Linked DNA regions of Sus scrofa: all the other regions are linked to region 1. A link is a contact called in public HiChIP or PLAC-seq and promoter capture Hi-C data. All regions are on one chromosome and are shown on one strand. Each heading gives the region's core, a stretch centred on a gene start, on an enhancer-like site or on the middle of the called end of the contact. The rest is flanking DNA. Distances are from core to core; before and after follow the strand shown.

What was found. Promoter capture Hi-C pulls out the DNA fragments that hold promoters and counts their contacts. HiChIP or PLAC-seq counts read pairs in DNA pulled down with a chosen protein or histone mark.
Region 2: a contact with region 1 is called in a promoter capture Hi-C map of liver, with 6 times the contacts expected there. The contact joins the promoter of WDR5B here to the promoter of NDUFB4 in region 1. A contact is called at or near these places in 1 of 5 promoter capture datasets (liver) and 1 of 47 Hi-C or Micro-C datasets (embryonic fibroblasts).
Region 3: a contact with region 1 is called in an H3K27ac HiChIP or PLAC-seq map of alveolar macrophages. The contact joins the promoter of CCDC58 here to the promoter of NDUFB4 in region 1. A contact is called at or near these places in 1 of 5 promoter capture datasets (liver) and 1 of 2 datasets of contacts at active chromatin or transcription factors (alveolar macrophages).
Region 4: a contact with region 1 is called in an H3K27ac HiChIP or PLAC-seq map of alveolar macrophages. The contact joins the promoter of CD86 here to the promoter of NDUFB4 in region 1. A contact is called at or near these places in 1 of 47 Hi-C or Micro-C datasets (fibroblasts) and 1 of 2 datasets of contacts at active chromatin or transcription factors (alveolar macrophages).
Region 5: a promoter capture Hi-C map of liver shows a contact between it and region 1, with 4 times the contacts expected there. The contact joins the promoter of TMEM39A here to the promoter of NDUFB4 in region 1. A contact is called at or near these places in 1 of 5 promoter capture datasets (liver) and 1 of 2 datasets of contacts at active chromatin or transcription factors (skeletal muscle).
Region 6: an H3K27ac HiChIP or PLAC-seq map of skeletal muscle shows a contact between it and region 1, with 7 times the contacts expected there. The contact joins the promoter of EAF2 here to the promoter of NDUFB4 in region 1. A contact is called at or near these places in 1 of 5 promoter capture datasets (liver) and 1 of 2 datasets of contacts at active chromatin or transcription factors (skeletal muscle).
Region 7: a contact with region 1 is called in a promoter capture Hi-C map of fetal liver, with 4 times the contacts expected there. The contact joins the promoter of TIMMDC1 here to the promoter of NDUFB4 in region 1. A contact is called at or near these places in 2 of 5 promoter capture datasets (fetal liver and liver) and 2 of 2 datasets of contacts at active chromatin or transcription factors (alveolar macrophages and skeletal muscle).

Annotation. Positions count from the first base shown.
Region 1 is chr13:139,729,123-139,731,803 of Sscrofa11.1, forward strand. It overlaps NDUFB4 (NADH dehydrogenase [ubiquinone] 1 beta subcomplex subunit 4), which reads right to left and starts at 1,370. Exons shown (of 3, transcript XM_003361882.4): 1 at 1,128-1,370. The coding sequence starts at 1,307. The region is part of intron 2 of LOC102162379 (a long non-coding RNA gene); the gene reads left to right.
Region 2 is chr13:138,108,398-138,111,078 of Sscrofa11.1, forward strand. It overlaps WDR5B (WD repeat-containing protein 5B), which reads left to right and starts at 1,361. Exons shown (of 2, transcript XM_005654048.3): 1 at 1,361-1,461; 2 at 1,962-2,681. The coding sequence starts at 2,034. LOC106505418 (a long non-coding RNA gene) reads right to left here and starts at 1,335. Exons shown (of 3, transcript XR_002337884.1): 1 at 1,252-1,335; 2 at 1,079-1,174.
Region 3 is chr13:138,151,059-138,153,739 of Sscrofa11.1, forward strand. CCDC58 (coiled-coil domain-containing protein 58) reads left to right here and starts at 1,368. Exons shown (of 5, transcript XM_003358793.4): 1 at 1,368-1,691. The coding sequence starts at 1,476. It overlaps FAM162A (family with sequence similarity 162 member A), which reads right to left and starts at 654. Exons shown (of 5, transcript NM_001243573.1): 1 at 522-654. The coding sequence starts at 555.
Region 4 is chr13:138,463,384-138,466,064 of Sscrofa11.1, forward strand. CD86 (CD86 molecule) reads right to left here and starts at 1,358. Exons shown (of 6, transcript NM_214222.1): 1 at 1,313-1,358. The coding sequence starts at 1,358.
Region 5 is chr13:140,795,715-140,798,395 of Sscrofa11.1, forward strand. It overlaps TMEM39A (transmembrane protein 39A), which reads left to right and starts at 1,384. Exons shown (of 9, transcript XM_003132656.6): 1 at 1,384-1,780.
Region 6 is chr13:138,680,229-138,682,909 of Sscrofa11.1, forward strand. EAF2 (ELL-associated factor 2) reads right to left here and starts at 1,374. Exons shown (of 6, transcript XM_013980937.2): 1 at 1,171-1,374. The coding sequence starts at 1,276.
Region 7 is chr13:140,757,344-140,760,024 of Sscrofa11.1, forward strand. TIMMDC1 (complex I assembly factor TIMMDC1, mitochondrial) reads right to left here and starts at 1,355. Exons shown (of 8, transcript XM_021070323.1): 1 at 1,224-1,355; 2 at 846-1,123. The coding sequence starts at 1,039.

The sequences.
Region 1 (2,681 bases), core at 120-2,619:
ACAGCCAAGTGGTTGAGAAGATGCTCTGGGTTATAGACTGTGGTTCTAATTCTTTTCTACCACTTGCTAACAGAGTATCACCCTGTGACAACTTGCCCTTCCCATGTCATCTTTCTCATCTGTAAAATGGGGATAGTAATAAAGTTTAAATCTTCAAATACCCATGATATTTGAATTTCAGAAAGTTTCAGTAATTCCTGGCACACCTGTAAATTTCCTTCAATCCTCACAACTTCCTAAAATTCCTACAAAATACCAATGCAACTGTTGGGAAAAAAACTTCTCTAAAAAATCATATTTACATATTTAAATAGCTCTTGTACAGAAAATTATCTTCTAGATAATAGCTATCGGTCTACTAGGCATGTTATAAGTGCTGGGAGCATTATACAGACTATCTCATTTAACCTCAAAAGGTTTCTATAAAGAATGTACTATCGTTTCCGTATATGAAAATTATAAAACTAAGGTTCAGAAGGGTTAGGGATTTTGCACAAGGTCATATAATTTGCCAATAGGTAGTGCCTTCGTGTCTGACTCCAAAGCCCAAAGCTTTAGCAAGCTGTAGGGTATCTGGATTATTAGAAGATGTAAACTGAAAAATCACTATATTCCCATCAGAACAGTATTTCTATGAACTGTGAACTGTAAAGTGGAAAACAGCTTTAAAACACCCCCCCCCCCATATTTTCTGAACACTCAGCACAAGCCAGGAACTGTGCTGGTGGGTCACGTGCCCCATCTCATTTAATCCTCATAAGAGCCTCGTAAAACAGGAAGTACTATATTATCCCCATTTTTCAGATAGGAAAACCAAAGCCAAGCAGCAGGGTTGAAAAGCTTTTCCATGATCACCCAGGCGAGAAGTGATCAAGCTGGGACTCAAACCCAGCCACTTGTGAACCCAGAACCCGTCCTCCTAACCGCTAAGCTATCCACCCAAGGTCAAAGGGCTAATGCCAAGGTCCTGCTCTCTGGGCCTGGAAGAGGACCTGTGTTTTAAAACACTCTTTGGAAACGGTGACCGCCCCGTGGCGTGGTCCCCCTTGGGCCGTCTAGGCTGCCGGGTCTGACGGGACCATCCGGACTCTGGCCCTCGATTCCCACCCGGCTGGCCCCTCACTCACGATGACCCCTAGGCGGTTAGGGTCGTTGTACTGGAGCAGGTACTCCCGCTTAAGCCGGGATCTTATGGCCAACCGCTCGGCTTGTGCCTTCCGGGTTTCCGGAGATATGTCGTATTCAGCTGGGTCGAGAGTAGCTGGCAGGGTTGCCAGGCGGGAAGGCTTGTATTTTGGGAACGACATCTTGGCAACCCGGCGCACAAACGCGCCTGCGGGGCCCCGAGGCCCGCCCCCTACGTGCTGACCTTTGTCCTGAGGAAGTGCGCCTGCGTGTTAGCAAGAGGCGGAAACGGTTTAGCATGTACAGCTTTTTAACCTTCCTCTGTCCCCGGCGCTAGTAGCGATCTGCGCATGCGCAAGGTACTTTCCTCGCCTTCCCCCGCCCTCTCCTTTTCCTACCGCTGTGGAAAGTCTCGCTTCTTGTCCGTGCTTGCAGCTCTAGCTTTACTGACCCTGAAGGGCACATTCTGTGAAGTTGAGTTAGCAGAGAGGAGAAATGGGACCGACTGTGGAATTCTCTTTTAGTACAAGTCCATCTCTCTGACCTGGGGAAGTCACTTAACTTCTCGGAGTTTCCTCTTCCTTATCCTGGAGATTATGATCCCTATTCTGTCTGCCTAGCAAAACTCATGTGAGGATTAAATAAAATAATGAATAGATGCAACATACTTTGCAAAATATTCCTTATCCAAGAAAAAGAAAAACCAAATCTTAGTTACAACACTGAAACCTTTTAGTAAAATCCTTACCATTCTTCAGATGCTAAGATTAAAAAACATCCATAGAAATATGAAAATAAGCATAGGAGCATTTTATCTTACTGTGAAAGATAGTTTGGGGGGAAGAGTGAGGATAACCTTAAAGGGAATGTTCTCCATCCCTACCATCCTTCTCCTTTCCCCACTATCACCAAAGAAAAAGGGCTACTTCAAGTTGCAAGGCAGGTTCTTTGGGTACCAAGCAGATATTCCTTAGGGGAAAACATGTAAACAATATTTCCATAACTCAGGCAAGGAAAGTGGATCAAAAGTTAACTTCAGCTTGGATGAACCATCTGGGGACATGTAGAAATGTTGCGAAATGGTTGCTAAGCAGAGAAGGGACCTAGAAAGTGTTGGCACTTGACGTGATGAGGAGCAGCACTGCTGTCAAATTTATTCAACATTTTAATACTGTTTTTAAATATTTATTAAGCACTCACTGCATGAAGCATCCTGCACACTAGTCAGTCAATCTTCTAGGCTGAGTGGGAAAAACAAAAATGAAAGATGAGGTGATTGTCTCTGAGGAGCTGACAATCCCGGCAGTACAGAAAGAATAGACAGAATATGATAATATTTGCTAAGCAGTTTACTGTCCAAATGAATATATAGAAAAATGGGCTCAGAAGAATGGAGACTGAGGGAATGTAGAAGAAAGAAATTTTTTGTTGTTGTTGTTTTTTTTTTTTTTTTTTTTGTCTTTTTGCTATTTCTTTGGGCCACTCCTGCGGCATATGGAGGTTCCCAGGGTAGGGGTCCAGTCGGAGCTGTAGCCACTGGCCTACGCCAGAGCCAC
Region 2 (2,681 bases), core at 111-2,610, 1.6 Mb before region 1:
TAGTCGGATCCATTAACCACTGAGCCACAACGGGAACTCCAAATGCTTTCATTTTTGACTGACAAAACGTGAGAGAGATTTGCCCCTTCAACTGGCTACCAGAAAATCTTTCAAACAGAAGACTAATTAGTCTCTACTGGGCACTCTTTGTTGAGCAATCAGAGTCGACCCTCTGCATCTGTGGGCTACCCATCCCCGGATTCAACCAACCAGATCAAAAATCTTCTGAAAAAAAATTCCAGAAAGTTCCAAAAAACCTTGAATTTGCTTCACCCTGGCAACTATTTACATAGCATTTATATTGTACTAACTGTTGTAAGTGATCTACAGATGATTTAAAGTACTGGGGAGGATGTGAATATGTTACATGAAAATACTACACAATTTCATACACAGGACTTGAGCATTCAGTGAATTTGTTATAATAAGGGGTGGGGTGGGGTGTCCTGGAACCAATTCCCTGCAGATACAGAGGGACAGACTACATAGGATTGGAGAAACTAGTTCGGATTTCTTTCTTTTTTTTTTTTTTTTTTGTCTTTTGTTTTTTTAGGGCCGCACCTGCAGCATATGGAGGTTCCCAGGCTAGGGAACTTATTCTTGTTTAATGAGTAATTTACACCTGAAAAGCATGTATCTTATACATACTTTCACAGTCATGAAATCATTTCTCAAAATTAGGGAGGGCTCACTAAAGCCTAATTTTGAGCAACTTCACACATTTCTTCCTCCATTCCACTCACTCCACCTTTTCTGTCCCAGACACCTATGCAGATTTGAACTTAACTGTCTTTAGAAGTTTAAACCACAAGTGCTAAAACAAGCTCCGCTCCCCGGGCGCCCGGCCGGGCACTACCACGTGAAGCTCACCTGAGCACTGGCCTTTGAAGGCCCCTAACGCACATTCTTGATCCTTCCCTAAACGTTTAGGGAACACGTTTAAACTCGAAGTCTTACAACCTGGGCGTAAATCTGGCTACGTTCCCTTCACCTACTTGCGCCCTTCGTACCCGCCACCAGGCTCTACACAACTAGTGGAGGGAGCAGAACGAAAGCCACCTGTGTAGCAGCAGCTTACATGGAGTCACTGCGGCTGGGTAGATCCAGGGCGGCTGCGCTTCTGAAAAGGTGCAGTACGGACGGCCCACATCCAGAGGCGAGCTTAACCCTGCGGCTAACGGCAACGCAAAATTCAGTCCTTTCTCGTCACATAGTTTCCAAAGAGAAATCAATGTTCTCGGAAATACTCACTGCTTCCCACGCCAGCCAGTCAGCTCTGGGAACAGCCCTGCTCACTTTCCCAGTAGCCGAACAACGCAATGCAGCGCATGCGCGGGGAGGGCGAGGGCTACAAGGGCCGGAAGCTAAGCCCAAACTTGCGTCTCCCGCATGTCGCCTCTGCTCGGAAGTGGCGGAAGGCTCCTTCTGCACATGCGCTCGGCTGCCTTACACCCGCGTTAGGTACGTAAGCAGTTGTGCGGCAGGTCGGCAGTTGTGCGGAGGGTCGGCCGTTGTCCGTGACCTGAAGGAGAGGTTCCTGTGCAGCTTTTTGCTTAGCTTGTGAAATCTGTTTAAAGCGGTAATTCATTCTTGCTCTGATACCTAAAGCCTGACTGGTAGTATTGCTCAGCGGGTTCTCAAACATTCGGAGCTGGGGAGGGGCGGTGAAAAATACTTTCTGTAGGTTCCTGCCGCTCCACCTCACTGCGTGCAGTTTCGGGCCGCTTTATACATTCGCAAACTACCCAACATTAGTAGCTTCCTTGCCGACAGCGCACAGGACCCTTTTAATAATATTTCTTAAGTATTTGTTTGCAGAGGAGGAAGCGGGGAAAAATTGAAAGGGTCCAAGCCGTGCTACTGTATCTGTGTATATTGTAGTTCAAAAAGGATCCAGAAATTATTGTCACAATACCGTTCATTTTGAGTCCTATGATTTATATCTTTATTTTGCTGGACAGAAAGCCAAAATACTGGCTTCTGGGTTCAGGACCTGACGCCAAACCAACCTGCCTACTTGGAGCTTCAGAGTCATGGCTACAAAGGAGTCAAGAGATGACAAAGCCGGGTCCGCCCTCTCCTCATCAGCCAATCAGAGCAAGCAAGTCGCTGAAAAACCAAACTACACGCTCAAATTTACTCTCGTGGGACATACGGAAGCAGTATCATCAGTGAAATTTAGTCCTAATGGAGAATGGCTAGCAAGTTCTTCTGCTGATAAAGTAATTATAATTTGGGGAGCCTATGATGGAAAATATGAGAAAGCACTTAAAGGACACAGTCTGGAAATATCAGATGTTGCCTGGTCATCAGATTCCGGGCGTCTTGTTTCTGCCTCAGATGATAAAACTCTAAAGATTTGGGATGTGAGAGTTGGAAAATGTTTGAAAACGCTGAAAGGGCACAGTAATTATGTTTTTTGTTGTAATTTCAACCCACCATCCAACCTCATCATTTCAGGATCTTTTGATGAGAGCGTGAAAATATGGGAGGTGAAAACAGGAAGGTGCCTTAAGACTTTGTCTGCTCATTCTGATCCAGTTTCTGCTGTTCATTTTAATTGTAAGGGGTCCTTGATAGTGTCAGGTAGCTATGATGGTGTCTGTCGAATCTGGGATGCTGCATCAGGTCAGTGTTTAAAAACACTGGTTGATGATGATAACCCTCCAATCTCTTTTGTA
Region 3 (2,681 bases), core at 118-2,617, 1.6 Mb before region 1:
ATTTTAAGAAAACAATTGCAATTACTCTATGAGACCTTAAATCTCTTGCCTATTCAGATAACGAATGGGTAGGAAACCCTAGACTCCAAGTTTTCTCTGAGTGTAGGGATTAACTCTAGAGATGATGGGGGTGGGAGCAGGCGGGAGACTCAGGTAACCTACGGGACAGGAGGTTACGAAGCTGAACGGATCAGGAAATGGGGGGACGTTCTAGAGATGACAGGTGAGCTCAGAGGGGATGGGGGTGGGGAAAGTGATCCCTGAGCATAGGCTCCTTAACTAGGTGGGAGCTGGGTGGGTGGAGAGCCAGGTGGAAGGGTCACTCGGAGATAGCCCTCAGTGCTTTCTTACCAGTGGCTCGCTAGGCCCCAGCTGTCTCCCACTATTGCTACTCTGGGAGTAGGATTCCAAACTACTTGAGGGGAATGCCTAATAAAACAGAGCACCTAACAGGCCTGAGGAGGCTGAAAGATTCCTTCATGCAAAGCGATTGCCCACCCCCAGCCGGGCCCGCGTCTCACCAGCCGCCAGGCGCAGGCTGCGGAGGCTCCCCATGGCCGCCCACTCCGCGGACCAGCAGAGAGGCCCAGGCCGGCGGTGGTGCGGCTGCGCTCTGTGCTCAATGTCACCCAGCGCTGAGAAAGTAAGGCCTCGAGAGGCACCGGCGGGCGGGGCCTGCGGGATGAGGGGTCGTGCTTTGCGCGCGGGGTTGTGGGCGGGGCGTGCGTGACGCGCAGAGCGTGCAGATCGTGCATGGAGGTCAGACTGTACCTTCTGCCGGCCCGCTGGGCTCCGCCCCGCTTGGCGCCTAATCCTGGACTTGTCCTTAAGAATATTCCTTTGGAGTTTATTGAAGGGTTTTGCAATGTTGCATCTAAGAAAGTACTCGTTTAAAATAGAAACAAAGTAATGTGCTTATTGTAGGAATTTTGTGAACTGTAGATCCCAAAGTCACACTGCCTCGGTAATTCAGTAAGTCAATACATTTTTTTTTTCATTTTTCAATGAATACGTATACGCCTGTATCAAAACTACATAACTGGGTTCCTAGTGACCAGTGTTTTTCACCTCTTGCTGACTTGCTACCTGAGAAATTCACATGTATGCTTCCTATGTTGTTTTCTATTTGCCTATTTTTTTAAAGTAGAAGTAAACACTTCATTATTTCCATACCTATTACCTTATTCATCCTTTACCCCACACTGCCAGAAACACCTTTTCTTTACATTTCTTGGTCGGCCCAAATTCTGAAAAGCTCCTTTGCTCTAGGGACTGGATGGAAGGGTTAAGAAAAACCTCACTTCGACTTTAGAGTTCCCCCTGGGACAACCTAGTTGGTGCGACCCGGAAACTGTTTTCCCTTTTTGTAAGAGAAAGGGATTGGAGAAAAACGATCCCTTAAAGTTCTGGCTTTCTTCGATCCATGTATCTGGGCCGGTTCCAAGAAGATATCTTAAAGGAACAGGAATAAAAAGATGGATAGCAGCGTTACGAGTTTCGGTGTGGGTGGCGAGCATAGGAAAAGACAAAGCTTGAGCTTGGCTGTCTCGAGTCCCCTAGTTGTTTTTGGTCAGGCGGCGCCGCGGACACCTTTGCTCCGCGGTGATTGGCTCGCGGCGGGGGCCTCGTGTTTGTCCAATATGGCGGCGCCCAGTGGCAGTGTGAACTGTGAGGAGTTCGCCGAGTTCCAGGTGATGGGTTTTTTTTCGTGTGGCAGGCGTGCCCCTTCTTTTGTTCTGGGCCCCTGTTCCCTGCTCTAGCTTGGAAGGGAGTGCGGACCAGTTGGGGCAGAATCGGGCAGTTCAAAACTCCTTTTTCGAGCCATTGGAGGTCATGGGGGCACAGCTTGGCCTTAGGGAGTGAGGGTGCTCCATTGGGGTCATGGTTCTCCCTGCGACTCCCAAGCCTTGATTAACTGCACCCAGGAACGCCAGGTGGTTCCTCGGCGGTAAAGCTGAACCCAGGCCGAGTGGGTAGGGGTTTTAACAACATTTTAGCCATCCACTGAACTCACTTCTTAGCTTCTGCTATTCTTCTCCTACTTTAAGTTAAGCATTTGTAGATGAGAAGAAACTGGAGGAGAGGTTACTTTTTTTTGTTTTGTTTTGATAAAGCAAAAACTTGTTTTACTATTGTGGTAGGGCAGAACATTTGGAGCCATGGAGGGGTGATTAATTCTAGTACTTGCTCTGGTTCTCTGCCTCCTAATCCTTAGAGAGAATGTAACATTTAGGAAATAGGCTCTTTTATATATTCAAACGCCAGAGGTCCAGGGCAACTTATTAACCAATGAATTAAAGAACAGGGTGTCTAGATTTCGACCAAGCTACTATGACGTTATCTGTTCCAATGTAGGCATAAATGTGCCACTGCCTAGATAGAGTTGAATTTAAAAATCGTGACTAGGAGTTCCCGTCATGGCGCAGTGGTTAACGAATCCGACTAGGAACCATGAGGTTCCGGGTTCAATCCCTGGCCTCTTTCAGTGGGTTAAGGATCTGGCGTTGCAGTGAGCTGTGGTGTAGGTCACAGACATGGCTTGGATCCCGCGTTGCTGTGGCCCTGGCGTAGGCCGGTGGCTACAGCTCCGATTGGACCCCTAGCCTTGGAACCTCCATATGCTGCAGGAGCGGCCCTAGAAAAGACAAAAAAAAAAAAAATCGTGACCACACAAAGGTATT
Region 4 (2,681 bases), core at 108-2,607, 1.3 Mb before region 1:
CTCCATGGTGCTAAGCAGAAAACACATCACAAAAGGCCTGTCCCAGCCAGCATCGATCTGAGGGAGTGTCCTGACTCCTGTCACCCACAGCAGGGATGAGAACAGTGGCCAAGGGTTTGGTGTGTGGCCATCAGGGGGAGGTGAAGTCATGGCCCGGCTAGTTAGTCAGGGGCTGTCAGTGCACTGCTGTAGGCTCGGCTCCCCTCCCCATTTGCTGCACACCTGGACCAGACCAGGTACCTTACCTCTCAGTGCTGAGGGTAGGGAAAGCCAAGCAGCAGGAGGGGTGAGCCGGGAAAAACTAAAGGCTCCCAGTCAGAGGATGAGTGGCAGGAACCTTGACTAACCCCAGTTTACAGGTGAAGAAACTGAAACTTAGACAAAAGCAGCAAACAGGGAAGATCTGAGTTTTGTGAGGCCTGACACTTCTAAAATATCTTTCGGTGGGAAAGTCTCTTTTAAGAAAAAAGAATCCAGAACGCAAAATAAAATGCCCATGGCCACAACTTGGTCACTTAACGGGGAGAATGCGATGGAGAGAAATGTCGCAGTGGAGAGAGACAGTGGCCTTAACTACTTGCGGTTAAAACAACTTCCGTATGAAAATATTACCAAGGCTTGAGACACGTGGCCACACTGTTAGGGTCCCACCTGGGGTCCTAGAAGGGCTTGGAAACAGCTAAGCAAATGAGGAGCCCCTTGGCTTCATGTAAATCAGCCAATGTGATTAGCTGAGGGTCACAGAGCAGGTGGTAGCAGGGCTGGGTTTCTTGATCCTCCCAGGAAGCAGTGCCATCTATCATCTATAGGCACAGGCTGGTGGAGAGGGCAACAGGGAGGAGGGGGAAGGTAGGGAACAAGGAAACCACTGGTCCCTACTGGAAGGAAACTTTTAGAAGCCCGTCAGCTATTTCCTAAAAGCCCGAGAATGTCAGAAATGGGCGCAGAGGAGCAGAAGAAACCTCAGGCATATCAGAGTAGGGGCCTTCCCCCAGCTCCCCAGGCACCCCAGACAGGCCCGTCTACCCTCCTTGGTGCATCCAGAAGCACGGGTGTGAGCTGTCAGAGGAGGAGGACGCACAGAAGGGGTAGGACTCCCTCTCAGGTCGGGCCTGCCATCAGCCGAGATACTCGTTCTCAGTCGCCATGCTTCCTTCCCCAGAAAGGTCTTTCTTGGGTGTGGTGTTGTGAATGGTAGCAAGGGAGGAAAACGAGTAAAACCCACCAAGTCTCAAGCCCCCAGCTTGCAAGTCAGGCTGGTCGGGAGACAGTGGGAGGATTCTAGGATTTTACAAAGCCAAAGAGTGCTTACCAGAGAGCAGGAGGACCATCCCAACGAGAATGTTTCTCAGTCCCATAGTGCTGGAGGTAAAAAAAGAAAACCTTGATTAGGAAATGAAACCGAAACCAAAATAGGACAAATGGAGTCTCAAATTCACTGAGGTCCACGGGTGTGGCAGAGATCGTACTCTGTACTCACCAAACCCATTTTCTTTTCCTTCTGGCCCCACAGACACGCCCTACTTCCTAGAACTACCCCCACCCTGCTGGAAGTTTGGTGGGCCATGTGACTGAGTTTTGGCCAGTCAGATTGTGAGCAGAGATGATGGGTGTTATTTCCAGATCCCAGGCTAAGGCCTCCTCCCTCTTGCCTCCTCTCCCTGCTTTCTTGGGTGCAACAGACCCAGAGGAGGGGTCCAGGGGCTTAGAAGATGGCAAAGCTAGTTTGCTGAAGAAATTAATAAAGCAGCTCTTGACACCGCCCCACAAAAAAAAAAAAAAAACTTTTATTGTGTTAAGCTTATAAACTTTGATGGGTTATTTACTGCAGTTTGTAGCATTATTTATCTTAACTAGTCAATGAGCAAGGGGTGGGGGCCACACTGAAAATATTTGTGTTTTCAAGACTGGTACTCTAACCCCTGAACTACAGAGCCAACCTGTAGTATTTATGCATAGAAATAAACTTTTTTTTTGACATTCCTGAAATTTTCAAACTAATGTGCTCAAAAATCATCTTGGGAAGGCATGTGAAAGCAATTTCCTGGGCCTTGTCCACAGAATTCCGATTTCGTAGCGTCAGTAAAACTCATGTCTGACAAACTCACAGGGGATAATGATGGCACTGGCCCAAGACCCCACTTGGAGAACCACTGCACCAGATGGTTCACTTAATCCATGTGATGGAGCCAAGGAAAATGATGGGCATTGCTTTGTAACCTCCATCCTCTCTTTCTTCTCTTGCCCTCCATCTTTCTTCATTCATCCACTTACTCTGACTTAGACCAAAAAGGCCATAGAGTGCCTTACGGAGAAGCACAGAATAGGAAAGATGATCAACATTACAAACCAAATGAAGGGACACAAAACAGAGCCTAGTGCAAGGCCGGTGCTAAATATTTGCCACAGAAATCTACCCACCTTGCTCAATGTGGATCACAAGTTTGGCTTGTAGCTTTTTAACAGAGTGAAAAGGAAAAGCTGATGGGTGAGTTAATTTATAGATCTGGCATGAGATTAAAAACAAACCAGTCCTGGGAGTTCCCGTGGTGGTGCAGTGGAAACAAATCCGACTAGGAACCATGAAGTCGTGGGTTCAATCCCTGGCCTCACTCAGTGGGTTAAGGATCTGGCATTGCTGTGAACTGTGGTATAGGTTGCAGATGTGGCTCCGATCCTGA
Region 5 (2,681 bases), core at 134-2,633, 1.1 Mb after region 1:
GCACTAAATAAATAATTGCTCAATGAAAGATGAATGCTGGTGAACCAAGAGAAAATCAACAGAGTTTCAATGTAGCAAGCTAGCAAGGAATTAACAGAGCAAATATGAAAAGAAATGTACCATAAGCCTACAGGTGAATACAATGAAAATATATGGTGATCTATGTTGCATGAATTAAAGTATAAGAATGCTTGGGGCATAGTTCCTGTAGTCGTGGCACAGCAGAAAGGAATCCAACTAGGAACCAAGAGGTCTGGAGTTGCCATGAGCTGTGGTGTAGGTTGCAGAGAAGGCTCCGATTTCTAGTTGCTATGGCTGTGGCGTAGACCTGCAGCTCTAGCTCTGATTGGGCCCCTAGCCTGGGAACCTCCATATGTCAGGGATGTGGCCTTAAAAAAAAAAAAAAAAAAAAAAAATACACGGGGGAAAAAGAATATTTAGAAATATCACTAGCTTTAGTTTTGATATTGGTTATTCTGGCTCTAAAATTTGGTTCTGTCATTGATTAGCTGGGTTATATTAACTGGGTATCAGCAAATTATTTTTTCTTACTTTTAGTTTTCTCTATAAAATAATACCAAAACGTTAAGAGATTTAAATGAAATATGTAAAGCTACCAGTCTAGTGTCTGGCACCAAACAAATCTCTCAGTGAAGGTTAACTAATCATATACTGGACATAAAGGGCTTTCCCTATGTGCTTAAAATCTGCAGAGCAAGATTCAAGTGCTCCTCTTGACACTCTTACTCTTCTTCTAACATCAGATTACTGACAGTTTCTGAATTCCGCATGATGTCCCTCACTTTCTTACCTTTTTAATCTGCCACTTCCTTTACTAAATTATTCTCCCATAAACTGCCTATTCATTCTTGCAGTCTTGGCTTTAAACCCCAAGCTCTGTGAAGATTTTCTTGGTATTGGGAGCACTATATTCCAGAGATTATTACCCTGTCTTGCATGCCATCTCTGAACCTTGGGTGTACTTTTAAAGTTGCATTTATTATGATAAATTTTAACTACTGTGTTTTCCTGGTGTCTTGTTTTTTCCACTAGACTGTGAACTCTTTGTGATCTTCACTTTTGTAACTCCAGCATCTAGCCCTTTTTTTAACATAAAATACGCGCACGGTTGGTTGCTGAAGCACGACTTGGCGTCTTCGGCTCCTTTACTTTAGCAGTTAAGTCTCCCAACATCCCCCAGTAAAACGGGGGCAATAAACTTGAACACGGTTGTTACTCGGAGACTGAGATAACAGGAAGGACCCCTAGCTTCCGAGGGCTTGGTGACAGGTCTGGGAAGGAAATACGTGGGCCAGCACAGGCGAGCAAGGCGGGGCCGCGAGCCCAGCAGAAAAGGCGAGTCTCACTGCGCAGGTGCACGCCCGGGGAGGTGGAGAGCTCGCTCCCCTGGCTCCGGTGCAGTTCCGGGGGCCAACTCGCTGCTGGGGCGGCTGTCCGTCGCGAAGCTGACGTCATCGCTGTGCGCTGCCACGTCTGCTCAGCTCCGCGGTAATGGAGGCTGAGGATGGTTGCTGACGGGGCCGGGCTCTACTTCTAGCTTTAGCTCTGGCTCTGACTCTGGCATTGACTCGGAGTCTGGGTCTGGCAGCCCGAAGCCTGGACACCCTTCTTCGACTCTCCTGGAGCGGACGGTCTGCAAACAAGCAGCTGGTTTGGAGTTCCTCAACGTGGGCAGGGTGTTCTCTTGCTTGGGGTCTAGCCTGCAAAGCAGCCGCCTCTTCCCAGGGATCCCGCCCCACTGGCCGGGCCTTCTCCATGCGTGAGTATTACCGAGCTGCCGCGCTGTCCGATTGTCCTGGGCCTGCTTCGGCCCTCCGGGTTGCGCAGCGGGGACCGCTTTGTGGCCCCCTGTTAAGGGCCAGTCTGTTGAAGTTTGTGGTCTCTTGCCGCCCCCCGCCCCCACCTGATCCTCTTGCCTCTCTTCTGTCCCAATTTTTTGTCCCTCACTTTTATTTCCTTTGCACGTTAATTGAGCAAAGACCAGCAGCCCCTCCATCCAACGGTTTGAAAACTTTGTCGCACCTGGCGTTTGTTAGTCTGCAGCCGAAAGCTGTTTGGAAGAAGAAACATAGGATTCTACTGTAACGTTTTGAAAACAAGGGATTTTCCACGATGTCCTTCTTCAGTTTTTAAATTGTATTGTTTAGGAAACAGTTTTGGTATCTATATTTGCTATAGATAGTTGCAAGCACAGTTTCTTTTCAGTTAGGGTCTTTATGTATTACTGATCTTTTAATCCTACAGTTTCAGTAATTTTTAGATGATTTACATCAGTTTTCTGGAGTGGGCATCTTCTTGAACTTTTTTCAGTATTTTCATTCTAACATATGGAGATACCACTTGAACAGCTTTACATTTAAAGACTTAAAAGACCTTCTGAAGTATTTTCACCCATCTTTGTCAGTCCTGATAGCAACCTCTGTAGGACAAGGAACGCCTTTTTTTTTCCTAATGAGGAAACTCAGGGGTTAAATACCTCAAAGACTGATAATATGTGACAGCTGATCTCAGAATCCAGATCCCCTTGGTAACAAAACCTTACATTTTGGACAGTGCTGATTCTTCTGTATTTCACAAGGCCTACTGCAAAATAGTGCATATGAATTGGAAATGTATATGTGTGGTGTTTTTTGTAAACTTCTACTTGGTTGTAATATCTT
Region 6 (2,681 bases), core at 124-2,623, 1.0 Mb before region 1:
TACCTACTTTACAATTTTGCCACAGAAAAATAAGAGGTTTATGGTTCGATGATCTCAAAGTTTCCTTCCCACTCTGTAATTCTATGAGGACTATTATGTAAAGAATGAATGTTTTACATACCAAATCATAATATACTATCTTTTCCTTTCTGGAATCTAAACCATCCAACTATTAAAGTAAAAGAGCTCCAATTTCTACCTCAACAACATGAAAGAGAAGTATATCAAAACTACTTCCCCAGGACAAACAAAAGGAGAAATCATAAGCAGTAAATGTCTTTCTAGTATATTAATAACACACCCTTCAAAACTTTGATAGTATTTGAAAACTGATTGAATGAAATTGGGGGTCCAAAAGAGACACAGATTATTAGAATGATCCAGAATCTCTCTCCAGGAACACACTAAATAACACCCTCATCAGTCAGAGACATCAAAAATGAAGACAGGAAAGAACATTTCCCCACCAACCTCAAGGCATTCACCTCCTCCTGCATAATAATAGTTCGGCCCTTGCCCTCTCCATTTGTCACCTTATTACAGTTGTCGCTAGAATAACACGGGTCTGAACTGCGCAGGTCCAGTTATACGTGGGTTTTTTTTCAATAAATAGTTTATATTTTCATCTTCAGATCTTTAACGTAGTGTGGGGAAATGCTTGTGTCTGATTAGAGATCACAACACAGGTAATTAAAAGAACTAGGTTAAGAGTCCTGATTCTACCCAAAAGGTTTCAGCTTCTTAGGTGAGTCCGGTATCAATTCCTTCGTTTTTGAGGCAGAGATAGGAATACGTGGATATTGCACTGCTTGGGGTCGACGCCCCTATTCCCTGCTTTGTTCAAGGGTCTACTGAATTTTCCTTTCCACCTCTGCATGATCCGCCAGTTACGTCTCTCTCCATCCATAGTCACCCCGCAGCCTTTCTCCACAAGTGGCCCTTCCTACCTGTTGGTCTCACTTAAATCTCTCTGCCCAGAATTACCCACACCTGCTCCACCCAGGTGCTTGCACCGACCCTTCCGGACTCGGGGTATGGCAGTGGACTGCGCTGGGCACCCCATTCTCCCGCAGAGTCAGCAGTCTGTGCGAACACGACTTGGAGAGGGTTGTTCTTTCGCACCCCCATACCCAGAGCTTCCCCCTTTCCCCCGGGGTCGTCCTCACTCACAGCGCACAGTGTGGAAGGCGCAGCGCGGCTGCTTCTCAAAACTCTCGCCTAACTTGAGAACCCGCTCGCGGCTGTCAATACGCGAGGGTCTCCCTGCTCCATTCATTATTCTCCTCGGTCTCTGAACTGCCTCCGCCAGCAGCGCTCACCACCAGCTGCCAACTCAGCCTGAAACATCTGCACTTGCAGCCGCCTACGCAGCCAAAAAAGACTCCGCCCCGCGCCCGGGGAGCGTGGCCCCCACAGGATGCCTCTCGCGTGTTGATTGGCTGCCGCCTTAGGAGTGCCCGCCCCTTGGCCCCGAGGCTCCGGGTCCCGCAGCCGAGCCCCTCCCCCTTCTCACGTTGGGACGCACGCAGCCCCGGGAGGCTATGGTTCTGAGGTACACGGCAGGAGCTGTGTGCTGCTGAGGAGGAACGCGAAACGGAGCGAGGTAGCCTACGTGAGGCGGCGGCTAGGGAAGGAGAATGTCCAGGGTGCCGGGAGGCCTGGACTCCAAGCTTATGGGCCAAGTGACCCGACTTGCAGGAGCTCTAAAAGGAGAATCGGCCTGCTCCACGCCTTTCTGTGGAGATCTGGTGTGGAAACTGAGGCGGGGGAGGGGCGGAACCTGGACTCCAGGCGCGGCGTCGTGCCCGAGGCCTGGTAGCGCCGAAGCTGGATCTAGAATCCTGAGTAAAGGAACCAGTGCCCACCGAGCCGTGGTCCTTGGATCTGACTGGAGGCGACGCCGTTACCTCAGCAAGAGTTTTCTGACCTTATGTTCCAGAGCAGGGTCCCAATGGTCAGGTCCCAGAGGGGAGTAGGAGTTGGGGGTTGGAGGGAGTGGAAAAAGAGTTCAGAGTTAGGAACTACAGATATTTAGGATCCCCTGCGGCTGGTTTGCATTTGGTTGCCTTCGTTTATTTTCTTCACAGTGATGCGTGCAGGCAGTAACGACACGGCCCCCACGAAAGACAAGATTCCCAAAAGATCAGGGCCAGAGCTTTTGCTCTGGCTACAGGGTGATAACATTAATAATTGAAAAATAATTTGTCTTTTTTTTTTTTTTTAATCTGTCAAAAGTTCGTGAGTTTAAGGGTAGAGATGAGAGAAGTGCTGTATGAGAAGAGAAACACTCAAGAGAAAGTTTACAAATGGTTGCCATAACACTGGTGGTTTTTCAGGGTAATTGTATAATCAGACTACTCTTTAGTTAACTTATTCCTTTGCCAAATTTATTATTCCAGGCAAGTAGATAAATGTGTCCCCCTCAACCTATCTGCTTGTGTAAATTATACTCTTTTAAGCATACTAAAGCTGTTTCCTGTGGTAGTTAAGCACCTGAGTTCTGGAGCCAGAATCTTTTATGAGTTTGAACCTCAGCTTCATGCTCTACATTGTGACCTTGTGCAAACCAAAGTAAGTATGTTTGTCATTAAAATTAGGGGAAGAGGTAGTACTTACACCTTAGAGTTGTTGAGAGGATTAAATTAGTTAATGCCTGAAAGCATTTTAAACAATTCATGGCA
Region 7 (2,681 bases), core at 105-2,604, 1.0 Mb after region 1:
AAATAAATTTTGGAAGGACCAATAAGAAGGGCGGCTTATCTTTAAAACAAAGATGATGAAACCTAAATAAAGTAATTAATACAATTCCACCAGCTCCCCTGCCTGAACTATCTCAGCAACATAATAAAGCTTCGACGTTAATTTAACCAATGTTGATAACACAGTATAGTATATAGTAAAGTACTTCATAAAAGGGCAAACTTTTTACCAGTAATTGATGAACGAAACAATGATGAAATTAATTATCGTGAGTTTTCCATTAAAGTTAATTCAATTTAAAGGGTTATTTCTTTTATTCTGAAACATCCTTATTTGTGAATCCAGCTAATTTCTTTATAAAATGATGAGACAATAGTTGCTACTATTTTTTATATATTCCTTATTTAGCAGAATAAAAATTTTACAACTCTTTCTGCTATCTCTGAACTTCCATTTTTGCGCCGGGGAGGAGGGCTATTGGTCATAAACTATCAAAATTTGGGATCAAGTTATATAAGAAAAGGAATATTGCAGTCCTGCAGATGTGGGTTCTCGCGTCACCAAGTACCTTGGCCCAATTCTTCTAATCTGTAAAATCGAGGTAATTACACTAAGACTCTACTCCCTAAATATCCCTAAAAGCTCTGACATTCAATGAGGCTCACCTTTACCACCTGAAAACCGGCCTGTCAATCATAAGAACCACCTAGCCGCTATGTTAGGATACAAGCTTGGAGTACAAGCACTAGAACCCAAAATTCCGTTTAAAAATAAATCACACCACCCTGGGGTCCTTCATCCCGGATGACCCAGGTTTCAGGTCACCTCCTTCGTAGCCCCTCCCCACAGACCGTAGGCACTTTTACTCTTTGACAAACAGCTCCCGGAGTCGGTCCCATCCGGATTCCGGGTATCGGGCTTCCGGGACGCAGGAAGGCAGCTTAAGGTCCTCCGCAAGACCCTTGGAATCGGTGGCCACAGCTCCAGCAGCAAAGACCCGAGGGAAAGGATTCAGCGCCCTGCAGAGCAAGCTCCGTGGAGCCGGCGGCCGCACCTCCATGGTCTCCTCAGAACCTGCCGGACAGCTTGGGCGCTCAGGGCCCCAAGGTCTCCGGGAGGCGCCGTGGGAGAAGAGCGAAGATAACTGCAAGAATAAGTGACGAATACTGGTACACTACGCTCTAGCAAATTCGCGGCCGTAGCGGTAGCCACACACCGTGACAGACCTGCACTCCCAGACTAACCTCACTTTGGAAGCCCTTGGACACACGAGACAGGAAGTCCCGCCCCAACCAGGGCAAAGGCTACTGGGCTGGGCGAGGGCGGAGCCGGAGCCGGAAGCACTTCCGGTTTGAGGTGGGACGGATCTTAGAGGTGGCAAGCTGACTCGCCGGAAGTGAGCTGGCGGCGTGTAACAGCTCTCTGCACCGTCTGGCCCCCGCCTCCTGCGCCAGTGAAACTGTGTGGGGCAGTTTCCAGGCAACCAGACCGGGTCATTAGCTGAAGTAGGTTAGCGTATTTTATTTTTTATGTAATTTTTATTTTTCCATTATAGTTGATTTACAGTGTTCTGACAATTTCTAGTGTAAAGCATAATTACCCAGTCATACATAGGCTTTTTCTCACATTATCCTCTATGATGTTCCATCACAAGTGACTCGATACAGTTCCCTGTGCTATATAGCAGGATCTCATTGCTTATCTACTCCAAATGCAATAGTTTGAAGTTAGCTTATTTTAAAAAGCAGGAATGTAGATGAAGAAAGTGCAGTGTTCAACACAAATGGGGTACAGAAAGGGGAAGGCAGTTTGCAGAACTACAAGCCCAACCCACCCTGTCATAGCTCGGGAAACCTCTGAGGTTGGGCGAGGTCTATTCTCGATTTCAGAAAGTTAGGAGGCTTTTAAGAGGGGTCTTGTTGCCAGTTACACCCAGATTTCCAGAACATTTTTATGTAGAAGAATCGGTTCAGGGCTTCACAAGATGGGTTTTATTCACCTTGGTTCATATAACTACTCTTTCTTAAAAGGCAGGACACTTTCTCTCAGATGTTTGCTTGGTAGTCCAGCAATAATTTCCTGTCACTACAGCCTCTGCTATCATATGCTTCAAAGTATAATTTTATTAAAATGCACGCTTATGAAGGAATTCCCACTGTGGCACAACAGGATCCGCGGTGTCTTGGCAGCACTTGGGAGCCTGGTTCTATCCCTGCCTGGTTCCTTAGCTATGGTTTAGGTACTCGGATCTGATCCCCAGCCCTGGAACCCCATATGCCACCTCGGCCAAAAACAACAACAAAAACAAGACAGCTCGCATGTTAAGTATTTTTAAACTGATTTGTGTTTCTTTTTTTTTTTTTTTTTTTGCCTTTTTTTAGGGCTGCATCTGCAGCATATGTTAGTTCCCAGACTAGGGGTCAAATCCAAGCTACAGCTGCTGGCTTAAGCCACAGCCACTGCAACGAAGGATCCGAGCCAGGTCTTCGACCTACACTACAAGGCAGGGCAATGCAGGATCACCAACACTGAGCCAGGCCAGGGGTAGAACCACATCCTCATGGATCCTAATTGGGTCCGTTAACCCCTGAGACATGAAGGGAACTCCTGATTTGTGTAATTTCATCTGATCTTTGCTAGGAATCATACACATTGTCTTCGCCAATTCCTACCCATCATTTATTCCTTTCTAGGAATAATTC